Linked DNA regions of Zea mays: region 2 is linked to region 1. Evidence: chromatin contacts called from public Hi-C data. All regions are on one chromosome and are shown on one strand. Each heading gives the region's core, a stretch centred on a gene start, on an enhancer-like site or on the middle of the called end of the contact. The rest is flanking DNA. Distances are from core to core; before and after follow the strand shown. Region 1 holds the start of LOC100382638. Region 2 holds the start of LOC542309 (G-box binding factor 1).

Region 1 (7,571 bases), core at 3,710-6,209:
TCGCAACGGCTCATCCTCAAGGCCAATTGGACCACATCCCTAATCCAGGCCATGATGCGCGCCTCGGTAGCCCTCCCCATGATCGTCGACCCTTAGATTGTCTCCAACAATCTTCCTATTCCACTTGTTGTCTCACACTTTATTTTAAACTCTATTTTGCAAACTATGAATTTTACAGTGTATATATATTGGTATTTTGCATGGTCACAAGCATGCTCTGCTGAGCAAGGTCTTACCGAAATGGAAAAGGGTCCTGAGTAAAATAGAGAAAAAGAATGACAGGTCATCGAGCGGCATAATTATTTATTATTTTGCTAATTACCTCATTCGCCATCGTAAATATCTTAATCTCTTATATATCACTTGAATACAATTTCTTACTCTTCTATGTCATTGTCGGCGGCATAGAATTGTTTAGAACATTCATTTTTCTTATCCTTTAATGCCAGTAGTGATGGCATGCAAGAGTATAAAATTATACCCGAGTGGTATAGAATATATTGTGGTGAAGTATAAGTTTCTAGACAAAATTATAGTGACATGTAGAGAATTTTTTTCTAAATAATATTTAAAGCCACCACGAGTGCGACATGAACTAACAAAAAGCTTCGACGACCAACCACAAACGTAAATCTACGAGCAACTTATTGAGAACTACGTTATCATGGATCACCAGATCTGCACCTTTCCCTCCCGTCAGCAGTAGAGGCGCGACAAGTCGTAGAAGCCCGTTCCCTTCCCCTAAAGCACGATAGAGAGCACACGAGACACGGGATGTAGGTTTGGATCAGGCCTCTAGCCTCTTTCTCTTCTCTGTATTATGAGGGGTGTACAGTTTCCTTATACAGAGATATGAGACCACTTAGAGGCAAAGCAGGTATTTGACCACATAACCCTAACTAGGGTTACTTAACACAACTGATCTCGTTAGTGTAAATAAATGCATCTAATGTCCACTAACTGCCATCTTGATCCTACAGTCGTTTTAGCTAGATCCAACACTAGCCACCATATACGTGGCTGCGGGTTGGTCGGTATCATCTAGCTTTAACGTCGATTAGTTCGGATAGTTGATTAGTCGGTCTACTGATCGATGGTTCGATCAGTATCGACCGTGTTGTAGGTAGATCGATCGGTACTGACTGGTGTGTTGGACGGTTCAATCTGTACGGACCTGAACCGGTCGTTACAAATACGCCTTTAGCATCGTGACGCGTTCAAATTGATCTACCTGTGTGCCATTTCAGCTTCGCGTTTTTTTACTATTCAAAGTTTAAAAAATCTCAAAATTTTGGGAAAAAAGGTCAAACGATCTTTTAACAAATTAAATATTTACCTTCAAGTTCTGTAATTTTTATTTATGTTTTATAGATTACGCAAATTTTATTTATATTTTATGAATTATGTAGTTTATATTTATGTTTCATAAATTACATGTTTTTTATTTAATTAATTATATATTTGGGTGTATTAAAATTTTAATAAAAATGACGTATTTTATATCAGCTAAAAGTTGGTAAAAACAAAATTGATATTGGCGCTAAGATAACTGTAGCCACACGGTGTTAGAGTACTGTGATGTGAACAGTTGAACCGGAAAGCCAGCTAGCTCATCCACTCGGCCCATCTGGCGATATTGGTCTTCCCCTTTCATTTTGCATTCATGGCTTGGGCTCTCCATTACCAAAACTAGCCCCGCGCCCTGGCCCAAGCGTTAGGATCCTTGGCAAGTGCAGACGGGCTGGCCTTGCTAAACCGGCAAGAGAAACTTGAGGCGCTAGGGCCCTCCCTGCCAACATGACGATTTCCCCTTCCTTTTCCCCAAAATCTCGAAGTTACTAGTTTACTACTGTATCTATATACCTATATGTAAAATAATAAATAAACTAAATCGAAGGTAGTACTTAATTAACATGCAAGCTTGCACATTTGGCAAGACAAGATGACGGAGTCAGAGGAGGCCTAGCCCAGCAGCCAGCACAAGAACATGGTGAGCAGACACAGCAGCATCGATGCTCCATCTTTGACCAAGGGTCTTGCACTGGTTTCGCATATATCAGCTTGTTCGCTGCGGCTTGCTGCGGCTGCAATCCGGCTGCGGCTGCGGCTTCTACAGTATTTTTCTCTCTATGGATTGCAGCTGCAGCAGTCCAAACAGCTGCAACAGTGTCGGCTTGTAGCCAGCCGAACACGCCCTATATAAAAAGGGGGCAAAAACTGTAGATGCAGGTCTTGCCTTGGTGCACGTGGCTGCAGGTCCGTTGTCGGTTTTACAATTTTTTTCTCTTCAGCTAGAAAAAAAAACAAGCAGGAAAACCGAAAACATAAAGTGGAATTCGAAATAGAAAGTAGAATAAAGATTATAATAAAAACATCCTCAAGAGACTAGCTAAATAATTTGTCAAGCTAAATTTTAGTTACTTAATAGCAAAATAACTCTCCAACAAAATAACTCTTCAATAGACTAACTATTTAACTTGTCAAGTTATTCAGCTCTCTAAATTAACTCACACACTAACCAAATTTGGCTAGCCACTCTAGCTAGTCAAACTAACTTTCATGTTAGAAAGTTTATTGAAATGAAATGTTATATATAAAATTTAATCTTTATAGATAGACCAATAAAAAATTAAATAGAGAGTTTGGATGCTCTAAGAGCATCTCTAAGAGACACTCTATTTTCGACGCTCTATATGACACTCTATTTACATCTTCATAAAGATTACATTCTATATGTAGCATCTCACTCCAACAGACTCTGTATTTAGTTTGGCTAGTCAGCGGCTAGCCAAATTTGGCTAGAGAGGGAGCCAATTTGAAGAGCTGGATAGCTTGACAACTTGGATGACTAGTCTGTTGTTGTAGAGTTATTTTGCTATTGAGTAGCCAAAATTTGGCTTGCTGAGCCATTTGACTAATCTCTTGGAGATGCTCTAAAGAGCCTATAGCCTAAGCGTCAAAACTCAAAAACTAGTGTGCCAACGAAAGGAACAACGACAACGAGGTCCAAAACTGATATGGAGAAGTGAAACAGCTTTTGTGAACAAGATCTTACGAATTTAACAAGAGTATAATCTGATGAAGGGAAAACAACGGATATAAATCATACATCGCCTCATCAATGGCAGACCAGTGATCCATGTACAGTTAAACAAGCAAGAGCGAGATTTCCAATCGAACACGGCAAACAGAGTGTCCATGGTCCATGGGCACACTCAAGACACTCAGGATTTCCTCGTCACCAACATGACCTTCTTTGGTAGAAACGGAAGGAACGGCACTTTCCTCTGTGATCTGGATACTGGACCACTAGCTAGCTAATATCGGTAAATGACACTGGCTGGCAGCGATGGCTGAACAGACAGATGCACATACAACAATCATCAGCAGTACGTACTCAAGCTTACCGCAGGTTCAGGTGCAGGTGCAGCCACACAAGCTGGGGGAGGGGGACCATGCTCGCCCTCGCTTGGACACAAGCTGGGGGATGATCCATCAAGTACACACCAAAGACCCGATGCTGCCGCCGAACACTTGTCCAGGGAAAGCACCCTCCTTGCCATGCCAGCCAGCCAGCCAGATTAGGGGATTTGAGGCTAAGATCTCTTTGTCGATGGATGTGTGGAGGGGAGGGGAGCCGGGGTGGGTGGGTGGGTGGGATTGAGAAGAGAACGGATACTAGTACTATTGGTGTGCGGGGAAGCCGTCGACGAGCTCCACCGGGTAGCGGTCAATGCAGTCCTCCCAGGGGCTGTCGGGCGACGGCTTGACGTTGCGCAGGGCGTGCCACACGGCGCTGTTGCACTTGAACCCGCTGCCGAAGGCGATCTGCCAGACGCGGTGGCCGCGGCGGACGCGGCCCTTGGCCTCCATGTAGGCGAGCTCGTACCAGATGGAGCTGCTGGAGGTGTTGCCGAACCGGTGGAGCGTCATCCGGGACGCCTCCACGTGCGCGGGGCTCAGCTGCAGGTTCTTCTCCAGCTCGTCGATCACGGCGCGCCCGCCCGCGTGGATGCAGAAGTGCTCGAACGCCAGCTTGAAGTCCGGGATGTAGGGCTTCGTCTTGGCGCTCACCAGCAGCTTCTTGGCCACCAGCGTCGCGAAGAAGAGCAGCTGCTCGCTCACGGGCAGCACCAGCGGGCCCAGCGTCGTGATGTTGGTCTTCAGCGCGCCGCCCGCGATGGCCATCAGGTCCTTGGACAGCGACACGCCGGTCTTGCCCTCGCCGTCCTGCTCCTGGTACACGCAGTTGAAGGCCCTGTCGTCCGCGCCCTTGTGCGTGCGCACCACGTGCCTCAGGACGTACTTGGCGCGCCGCCGGTCGCCGCCGCGGTTCGACAGCAGCACCGCCGCGCCGCCCACGCGGAACAGGCAGTTGGGGATCAGCATCGACTTGCGGTTCCCGAAGTACCAGTTCTGGGTGATGTTCTCCGTGCTCACCACCACGGCGTAGGTGCCGCGGTGCACCTGCAGCATGTCGCGGGCCAGGTCCACGGCGATGACGCCGGCGCTGCAGCCCATCCCGCCCAGGTTGAAGCTGCGGACGTTCCCGCGGAGCTTGTACTTGTTCACGATCATGGCCGACAGCGACGGCGTCGGGTTGAAGAGGCTGCAGTTCACCACGAGCACGCCCACGTCCTTGGGCCTGACGCCCGTGGACCTGAACAGGCTGTCGAGCGCGCCGAACATGACGGTCTCGGCCTCGGCGCGGGCGTTGGCCATCGTGGGCTGGGGCGGGAGCGCGTGCATGGCCTCGGGGACGTACGTCTCCTCGCTGAGCCCGGACCGCTCCAGGATCTTGCGCTGAAACTCCAGCGCGTCGTCGGAGAAGCCGCAGAGCTTGGAGTGGCGCATGAATTCCTCGAACCGGACCTGGAGGTGCGCGGGCGGCTTGTAGCAGGCGAAGTCCACGAGGTACACGGGGCGGGGGCGGGTGAGCACGTAGACGGTGGCGCCGAACACGAGCACGGCGGAGAGGACCAGCACGGACACGAGGTTGTACTGGAGGTGGAGCCACAGCTGCCGCAGGTCCTCGGGGTCGGTGCGCCCGGCCTCCAGGAGGATCACGGCCATCAGCGGGAGCAGCATCAGTGTCAACAGGTGGGTGATGAGGTAGTGGTACCCCAGCTTGACGTACTTGAGGTTCACGCTCTGGAGAAAGTCCGGCAGCCGCCGGTGAGGCGGCGTCGCCGCGGCCGCAGCTGATGGTGGGGCGGCGCCTCCGTTCATCGTTCCTCGGCCCGCCTAGATCTGGAAGCGGAGTGCGAGTCAAAGACGGGGGTGTGCGTGGACTGGATGAATTGAATGGATCCTTCTCGTTGGTGGAGGCGTCGCTGGTCTTGTGGTCGCTGTAATCGTGGGAGATGGAGATGGTTGCGCCGCGGCAGAGAGGAGCTGGCGGACGACGCGAGGTGGGGGTGTTGGTAACGGGCGTGACCGCCGGAGGTGGGAGCGAATCCGGCGGCGGTGGCGTAGGACGGAGCGGGGCACACGGGTTCTTGCGGAGACCGGAGAAGGAGAGGGGATAAATAATCGTTTCTTCTAAAGATTTTGCAGAAGCACCCTGTAGAAATCCCGTATTTCTTGCTCAGGTAAGAGTGAGGTTCTCTTGTTGAGGACATATCTCGGGCACATGAAAGTTTGGTGCACATGGTGCATATATTAAATCATCATCACTCATTTTAGATCTAATGTCTCTAATTGATCATTCAATTTACAAATAACACCTTCCACCACTACACACCACCACGTTGGAGGGTGTTCTTAGCAAAATATACCAAACAATTAGAGACGTTAGATCTAAAATGAGTGGTGATAATTTAATATATACACCACGTGCACCATATATGTTTCCTCTCTTGTTCTCTATATGAATAATACATACATGCAGCCAACTATTTAAATCTTAAATTTAAAAAGTAAAAAAACACTTCTCCAATAGTTTTTTAAGTGCTTGTTTGATGGCTAAATTTAGTTACTTACCATCTAACGACATTTACTGTCCAAATTTGATAACTTGATAGTAACTCCTAAAACACAGTTGTCGTTGATTCATTCACACCTACGATGTTTATTTTTTTCTCTCTTTTCCATACTGCGAGGTAGTCATATCTGACATTTTTTCATTTCTTGTGCAGTTAGGCAGTCATGTCCGATATGTATGACATAACCTTCTCCTGCACTGTCGGACCATCACTCACCCACATGTCACATCGCTAGACTATCTCTTCCCAACAGGTCACGTCGATCGACCTTCACCTCTGTCCTTGATGTCCACTATCCTCGATCTTATCGTGAGACAGATTATATGGGAGCAGGGCTATCAAAACTAAATTTAAAATCAAACTATTATTTAAATATGAGGAACTGTTAGAACCAAAATATTTTTTTAGCTCCAATAACTATTTAACAACTAGCTAAATATAAATTTATGAAGCTTTTTCTAGAGAACTATTGTAGTTGTTCCCACGTGCAAGAGCCTTAGGCCCTGTTTAAACCCATAGAGCTAGCTAATAAACTAACTATTAGCTATGATTTAACTAGTAATTAGCTGGTTTTGTTTAGAATCTTTAAGGTTGTAAAGTTATTTTTAGTAGGTAATTATTAGCTCTAGAGATTTTATCTTCCATTTCAAACTCAACTTTATAAATAATATGTACAATTCACCGTGCAAAAATAGTGTTTTATACGTGTGTGTGTGTATATATATATATATATATAAATATATATATATTTATATATACATATATAATCTGTTGATCATAGTCTTACATTTTTTGTGACATATAAGGATCCCAAAATATTTTACCTGACAATCTTTAATATATATATATATATATATATATATATATATATATATATATATATATATATATATATATATATGTCGGCGTTTCGAGACCGGGGGGTCCCTGGGCCGACGAGTGAGTGTCGCCACGTGTCCCAGCCCAGATGGGTCGAGCGCGAGGGCGAGCGCGAAGGGGGAGAGCGAGGCGGCCGGAGACCGGCGTGAGAGAGGTGGGAATCCCACGGCCTTCGTGTTCGTCCCGCGCCCAGGTCGGGTGCGCTTGCAGTAGGGGGTTACAAGCGTCCACGCGGGAGAGGGAGCGAGCGGCCCCAAGCGAGCGCCTGTCTCGTCCTCGTCCCCGCGCGGCCAACCCCCTCTAAGAGGGCTCTGGTCCTTCCTTTTATAGGCGTAAGGAGAGGATCTAGGTGTACAATGGGGGGTGTAGCAGAGTGCTACGTGTCTAGCGGGGGAGAGCTAGCGCCCTAAGTACATGCCGTCGTGGCAGCCGGAGAGATTTTGGCACCCAGCTGGCGTGATGTCGTGGCCGTCGGAGGAGCGATGGAGCCTGGCGGAGGGACAACTGTCGGAGCGGTTGGGTCCTTGCTGACGTCCTCTTGCTTCCATAAGGGGGCTGAGAGCCGTCGTCGTCACAGAGCATGCGGCGCGCCATCATTGCCTATCTGGCGGAGCTAGCCAGATGGGACGCCGGTCTGGTTCCCTGCGGCCCGAGTCAGCTCGGGGTAGGGTGATGATGGCGCCTCCTGTTGACGTGGCTGGCCTGCGC
Region 2 (7,571 bases), core at 1,941-4,440, 160 kb after region 1:
GATAGATCTATGGATCTCAACATTTATAAGACGACTGCGTCTTGATGCGGCTTTAATCCGGCTGTGTCCCTGGAAATCTTGACAAGGATATGGAGAGGAGGCTTAGCTACGCCCTAAGCAGAGAAGACATCGAGAACGCCATACTCGGAGGACCTTAACCTGAACACATGGCGAAGGGGCTTAGTCGAGGTTGGCTGCATCTTGATGCGGCTTTAATTCAGTTGTGGTTGCAACTTCCACAATATTTTTCCACTATGATTGCAGTTGCAACAGTCCGAACAACTGTAGCAACCATCACATTACAATATTGTGAACCAAACGACGCCTAAGTGTCTACCAACTCTATGGACACTTAGAACTAGGTAGTCCTTAACATTCTCGATCATCCTTTAAAAAATGACCATTCATTTTCATCGTTAAGGCATGAATACCACGTAATCCCAGTCATCTTCAATTATTATGACCTAACCAACCTTGTTTCTACAAAACATTCTTTGGCTACAATAATTTTATATTATCATTAATTACCAAAACCAAACTAGAGCATAGATGTTTTCAATTTCTATTTTTGGTGATTGATGACAACCTATCATCGAGTATTGTATAGGAAAAGGAGTTGTAATTATGTAGATGTTTTGATCCTCATATAGACTAGAATATAGTTCAAATCCATATTGTACTTATCTAAGACTCAAAATCGGTTCCTAATTATGTACGCCACCATGAGGAGTTATTCTTTATCCAATAGATCAACATGCATCGTACGTAGACCTGAGTTTGGACTATCAATGATTCTTCCAAACACCTTTATTCTTTTATATGGTAATTGAAATCATGACGAGTCCATCGTCATCTACCTCCACAAACCATCTCCTTGGCCTACCCATTTTTGTGGAGCTGATGAAGTCCAACCATGCACTATATATGACACATGCAGGTTAGGGATGCTATCTACAACGCAAAGTTGCTCAACTTCCTGATCGATGACACTAAGGTGTCACCAGCCAAAATGTCCTAGAAGGGCAATGATGGAAAAGAGATTGAGGTGGACAGTCCAGGGTATGAAGACTGGAAAGCTATAGATCAACAAGTCCCAAAGTTATCTCCTTTTACCGCTATAAAAAGACATGTTGATTTAAGTTTATTTGGTAAAAAACATAGTTAAAGATAGGACAGAGATCCAAGGCTCCTTTGACTCATAAACAAGTGCAAGGATCGTCAATATACGGTTGACCCTAGCAAATAGCAAAAGTGCAATCTATCTATTTTTTGAATACTTTGGACAAAACGAAATTCATGGGTGATGAGATGTCTGAAGTTGGCCTTTTCTATATAATACGAAGAATTGGTAGAGTACATTCTTACCGGTCCAATAGCGACTACCTCCGACTGGTCTCTCCTGTCCGTGCTATGTAGCTCAATGATATTAGCGAGCTTTAGTCAAGCTTATTAATGTTTGTTTAGGTCTAATTGTAATTAGATACCACATTGAAAACTAATACCAGCCTATTCAAACTTATTAATGTTGTCACACGAGTGTGAATCATTACCGCTGTCATTTACGTTACAGTTGTGAACCAAACGATACCTTAGAGTAGTGTGATAAGACTTTATTTTTCTGTAGTTGTACTATAAAGGATGACATGAAACAAATAGCTTAACATAGGCAAACCTTAGTTAGGTGTAGTGGTGCACAATTCTGAAAACTAGTGATGGATAAATCCAAGAGGGTCCATGCAAAGTTTAAAACAAAATCCAACTTAAAAAGCGATTGAACAAGTGAGATGTTGGTGTTGCGGTAGCATCAAACGTGTTCGATGGGTACCATATATGGGCAATCAGACATGAGTGTGTCCTAATACATTTCGGTGGGTACCATATATGGGCCACCAGGCATTAATGTGTCCTAATATGTTTGAGCGCAACTTAGAAAGTCAGAGTTACGATCTATGTTATTTGGTTCAAAAAAATATAAATAGATGATTTTGAAAAAAAAACAAACTTTGAAAATAACTCTTTTTTGTTAGACTTTTTTTTTGAGAAGCAAAAGCTGGTTGGCCCAATGCAACAAACCCACGTGGGATCACCCATCCACCTCCCAAGTCAGGATAAGCTAGCTAGGTCCCTGAGCTGTCACCTAGTCAGTGACGTCTCGTTGCTCCCGTGGGCCCCCACGGCTATAGTACTGCGGGGTGCGGGCTACGTGGTTCAATCGCCTCCTGACTCATACGCAGGCGCACATGGGCTTCGACGTGGCGCGTTGACGCTCACGTTTGCCCTTCTCTCGCAGCAAAGGCTGACCTGTGGGCCCGTGCGCGCATGGGTCCCGTCGACCGGAGAAAGGCAAAGTCCTCGTGCGCGTGAAGAAAATGATCCTCTTTCGTCGCCTCGGAATATTTGCGTTGCGTTCCTGGTCTCGGGAAAGTATTTTATTCCGGCCGCGGGGGGGCCCATCCGGGATGCGGCCACCACGTCACCCACATGACTGGGATGCAAAGCTGGCCACCGAGGCACGCCGCACGCCGGGCGGCGACGCGTACACCGGCGAGGCGGTCGACACGTTACCGTGTGGTACACCGGCGGTGGTGTGACGAGGAATAAACAAATGGGCCCCTCCCGGCTCCCGCATCCGTCGCCCAGCTCACCGTCCGTCAGCCACTCACCCTCCTGCCTCCCCACTTCACTTGCAGCATTGGCCATGCCATTGCCATCTGCCCATCTCCAGGGTTCCAACCATATTCCAAAGTGCACAATGGAAACGTACACAAATTACGGTCTTTCACTCCGTTTCGATGAAAGTTTCGCGTACTGTAATGTATCGCTCTATCGAATTTAAAGATTATATAAAGGTCTAGAGTTTTGGCTTTTTAAGGCCATTAATTGTGGACGAATCACAACTAGCTAGAGGACCAATGACCATGCTAGCGACGGGGGAACTGTTGGGTGCCAAGGTCTTAACTCTAAAAAAACCAAGTGGGCCCGAGCAAGTACGTGGGACGCAATCCAAGGTGCGTGTAGCAGGTATTCCAGGCCGACACGACCCAGTGGCCCAGTCCTTATCACCGACACGTGTCTCGTGACGTGGCTCAAGCCTTTGGCGCGCCTCTCCCTCTCCCCTCCCCTCGTCCCATTCCTCCTCTGTCCTCCCCCACTCGCTCCCGTTCTCCCCTGCCTCGCCGCCTCTCTCCCTGTCGTACCCACCTGCCCCCTCGCGGTCTCTCTCTCCTTCCTGATTGGATCAATCTGGCCTCGCGGCTCCGACTGATCCGTGGCGCCTCGCTCCCGAGCGGAACCACCACCTGATTTGACGAGGTGAGAATTGAGATGGCTCCCAGTTTCAATTCTGCGGGCAATGCGTTGATTTCTCCCGCCTCTCTGCGCGGATTCATGCAGCATCCAGTTGCATCCAGTTATTTGGCTTAGCCTCGTCGTTTATATTAGAGTAGTTCGTGGGCGATGATTATTATTACGATGGCTAAATTCGAGTTATGCACATATTCATCACGGAGACCCCGAGAGTTGGTGCATGATGCACTGAATCCCAGCTGCACATGTTTAAAACAGCGACACAGTTATGTCCCAGTAGGAGGTATTATTTTCTATTGATCTTTCGAGTGCAGCATCGTCGCGTCAGCAGCGGCGCAAGCTCTATACTGGTCAGACCCATTATGTGTATTCCATTCCCACCTACAGTCGTTGAATCACTCGTCTGCATCTCATCGAAGCTGGTGATGCAAGCTTCGTCTGAAGCTTTGCATGCATCCTTAGCTTATTAACTGGTGAAGTGGTTTCTTTCGCCCTGTAACTCTTTGGGTGTAACTTATGGAGAGCGATTAGCAAATTATTACCGTTTTAGATAGTTCTGCGTCAAGATTTTAAACCATTTTTTTCTTTAAGTTTTTTGCTGTCTCTGTCACCCTTTGCGTGAAGAGAGCTAGGTGGGCCGTAGAAAAGGCTTCAGTTCAGATCTCATTTCAGATAGCACAGGACCAATCTGGTCTGCAGTGTTCAACTGGAATATAAGATTTCGCTGCATAGGTCAAAGGTTTGTACGAGTGAAAAAGGTATTTATTTTTAAGTTCATTTAGTATTATTTTGGCTGGCTGAATTGTATATTTCTATGTTATTTTACTATACTATTGAAAAAATGAGTAAATTGTATGTTGTGATAATCTGAACTTTTACATGACAGACTAGCAGATACTGTCATGGCTCAGGATGAAGCTGTGGCTACCCAAAAGACTGGAAATACAACATCTCCTTCTAAGGTAATAATTTCTGATATTTAGTAGTAGTATTGTTTCGAAAATATGATTAAATAGTGCTTACTCACAATTTCGAAGCCAACTCATGCATACAATTAGAACTTCTCTTAAAACTGAAGCAAGGACATAACTGAACCACTTCCCTTCAGACCTACATGTCACATGTGTTCTTAATCTGTCAATATGACATGCATAGTGAATCTTGCCTGGTCATGCTCATTCTTATTGCTGTTTTTGAGATCTTACAAGGAATGATAACATAATTTATTTCTGACTAGTTAATTTTTTAGTGTCTCATCAATTATTTCTATTTGCAGGATTACCCAACTCCTTCTCCATATCCTGATTGGTCAACCATGCAGGTAGAATTTGAGTACTTTGCTGCACTCCCACCTCGTTGGAACAGGGTGGTCTAAGCAATAAGCACGATATTTCACAGGCATATTATGGCCCTGGTGTCTTGCCACCAACATATTTTACTCCTGCAATAGCTCCAGGTCATCCACCGCCATATATGTGGGGTCCTCAGGTATTTGAGCTTGATCTCCGTATCCATAATATGCTGAGTAAAATCTAATTCCCCTTCTCTGTGTCTCTACAGCCTATAATGCCACCCCCTTTCGGGACACCATATGCTGCAGTATACCCACATGGTGGAGCTTACCCACACCCCCTTGTGCCCATGGTAATGATGCCTATGGACATTTTTTGTTTAATTAAGCACACTATATATGTCCAAACTTGGCTGATCAAGTGACCAAGCCATTCAATGTAGGAAATGGAAAGTAAAACTTGATTATAGTTGGACAACATTTCTACTCTTTTGGTCTGTAGTTCACCATTGATGCACAGCATGTAGAATGTTGTCCATAACCTGTAATTTTGTAGCCTCATCAGAACAAAGGATCTGCACTGTGCATCTAGCTCTATTTTATATTAGCTGCCCGAGGCTTGCCCTACCAGCAGAAGATGCTGCGCACTTATTAATCATCCATTGCCGCTACTCCATTCGGATCTGGGACAAGATATATGCCTGGCTTGCGGCTGTTTTGGAGCCTCGTGGGGTATGTGAAAATTTTATATCGGTGACAGAGTGGTGGAATGAGGTTGTACACTCAAAACTCAAAAGGGTGTCCTAGAAAGGCATTTTGTTCGATCCCAATTCTGTAACCTGGGAAATCTCGAAGGAGCGAAATGCAAGAATTTCAATCGGAGACACTCTTTGGCAATCTATCTTGTGACAAAGATAAAGGAGCAGGCCACGACTTGGGGCAGTGCAGGTGCAAGACACCTTAAGGAGATCCTACAGAGCACTTAGCTTTTTGCTGTAAATTCTTGTTAGTCTTTCCTTCCTCTCGTATTTATGCATGTTTAACAATGTATACAGTTGTTGGCTTAAGCCTCTTCCCCTATTTTTAAATAAATGGCAGATCCTGCCTGTCTACGTTCAAAAAATATATATTTACACTTCATCATGCCCTTGGACGATCTACTAATCTCCTTTAGTTCCTTCTAAAGTTATTATGTTCATCTTTGTCTTAATCACTAAGAATAAATCATTCGTTTTTGAAGTTTTCCATTCTAATCAATGTTATCAATTTGATGTTCTCATGCTGCTTTCAAGATGTCAACTCCAATGAGCGTGGAGCCAGCCAAATCTACAAATAGCAAGGAGAAAAATTCCAATAAGAAACTTAAGGAAATAGATCGGACTGCAGTGTCTGCTGGCAGTGGTAACAGTAAAAGAACAGTGTCATCCATGTATGGCATACATTTTGCTTCTGTCTGTGGATTCTTTTACTGCCCCCAGCCCCCTCCTGTTCTCTTTTGGTAAACTGAAGTTATATTTTCTGACTATTTATCCAGTGAAGATTACAGTGCAGAAGGCTCAAGCGATGTAAACGATCAGAATGTATGGTATTCTGCGCACTCAGTTGATATGCTTTGAAATATATTTGTTTTAATTTTTTGAGTCCTCTGGATTGTGGGGTGGTTCATCATTACACTGAACTTTTGCATAACTCAGGTGAACGAAACGTCCAGGAAGCGGAGCTCAGATGGTGGACCTGGTATTTTACTTCTCTAACAAGTCTTTCAGTGTATATAGATACCATGCTAGTCATTACTTCTCGCCAATACTTGTTAGAGGCAGAGATGTTACCTAATATAATCAGTCATTCTGCCAAATTGGTCATCTTGTTCTCTTCTACTATGCCTTCTTCAGTGGTCCCGCGTGCATGTTTTCCTTTTGACAATAGTTGCACAAAACCTTTCAGTTGCTTCAGGGGGTAGTAACTAGATCAAACCATGTTCTGTGCATCAGAACATGCAAGAAAATGGCTAATCAAAATATATTTGCAGGCGCAGAAACCACCACAGGTGGAAACACGGAATGTGTTTTAGCTCCTAACCATACGCTGGGGAATGCTACCATTTTGCCACAACACTGCTTTTCAGCTCCAGTAATTAAGCCCAGTGCTACAAATGTCGCGAACTCGAGGGCGATAGGCACAGCATTATCTCCACCACCTGGTGTGATGGTTCCAGTTCATAATGCAGTACCATCTGACTTATCAGTTAAGGTATGTATGTCCCATCTGTTATTGCATAGGAGTGGTTGCAAGCTGGCAGTTAAGAAAAAAAAAGTAGATATTTTGAAGGGCTGAATTTCGATAGGTTATTTTTGAATTTTGAAAAAGTTTTTTTCCTTATAACCTTGATATTTCTACCTAGAACCTGTCATGTTTAGGCAATAACTGTTTTGTGGTTCATCGACTGCAGGATGAGAGGGAATTGAAGCGCGAAAAGAGGAAGCAGTCAAATAGGGAGTCTGCTAGACGATCAAGGCTGAGAAAACAGGTGTGCTGTGTGATACAGTTGTACAATGAAGCAGCATCCTGAAACATGGGAGTGGAGTCTGGCTTGGATTATTTGTCCTAACAACATATCTTCAATCTTATACTTATGCCCTCCCTTGGTGTAGGCTGAGACAGAGGAGTTGGCTACACAAGTGGAGTCTCTTGCAGCAGAGAACACGTCCCTTAGATCTGAAATCGGCCAGCTAACAGAGAGCTCAGAGAAGCTCAGACTAGAGAATTCAGCTCTAATGGTAATGAACTTTTTCCAATGCCTCTGTATACTACATTCAGGCGATGTCATGTCAATCTGCCTTTCCTCTGACGCAAGGTGCACTGTCACTTATCAGGTGAAGCTGAAGGACACCGCAGAACCGTCTCCGATTAAAGCATCCGCATCCCCGTCCTCTCCCCGTGCCTCCGCGGAGAACTTCCTTTCCATGATCGACAG

The links. Hi-C and Micro-C count contacts between places; a contact is called where the count stands out from the background.
Region 2: a Hi-C map of tassel shows a contact between it and region 1, with 1.9 times the contacts expected there. The contact joins the promoter of LOC542309 here to the promoter of LOC100382638 in region 1. A contact is called at or near these places in 2 of 25 Hi-C or Micro-C datasets (bundle sheath and tassel).

Annotation. Positions count from the first base shown.
Region 1 is chr6:176,645,592-176,653,162 of Zm-B73-REFERENCE-NAM-5.0, forward strand. LOC100382638 reads right to left here and starts at 4,960. Exons shown (of 1, transcript NM_001175362.1): 1 at 3,078-4,960. The coding sequence starts at 4,854. The coding sequence ends at 3,685.
Region 2 is chr6:176,805,623-176,813,193 of Zm-B73-REFERENCE-NAM-5.0, forward strand. It overlaps LOC542309 (G-box binding factor 1), which reads left to right and starts at 3,191. Exons shown (of 12, transcript NM_001136956.1): 1 at 3,191-3,312; 2 at 4,193-4,268; 3 at 4,583-4,627; 4 at 4,705-4,794; 5 at 4,867-4,950; 6 at 5,890-6,026; 7 at 6,132-6,177; 8 at 6,292-6,334; 9 at 6,627-6,847; 10 at 7,047-7,124; 11 at 7,249-7,374; 12 at 7,471-7,571. The coding sequence starts at 4,209.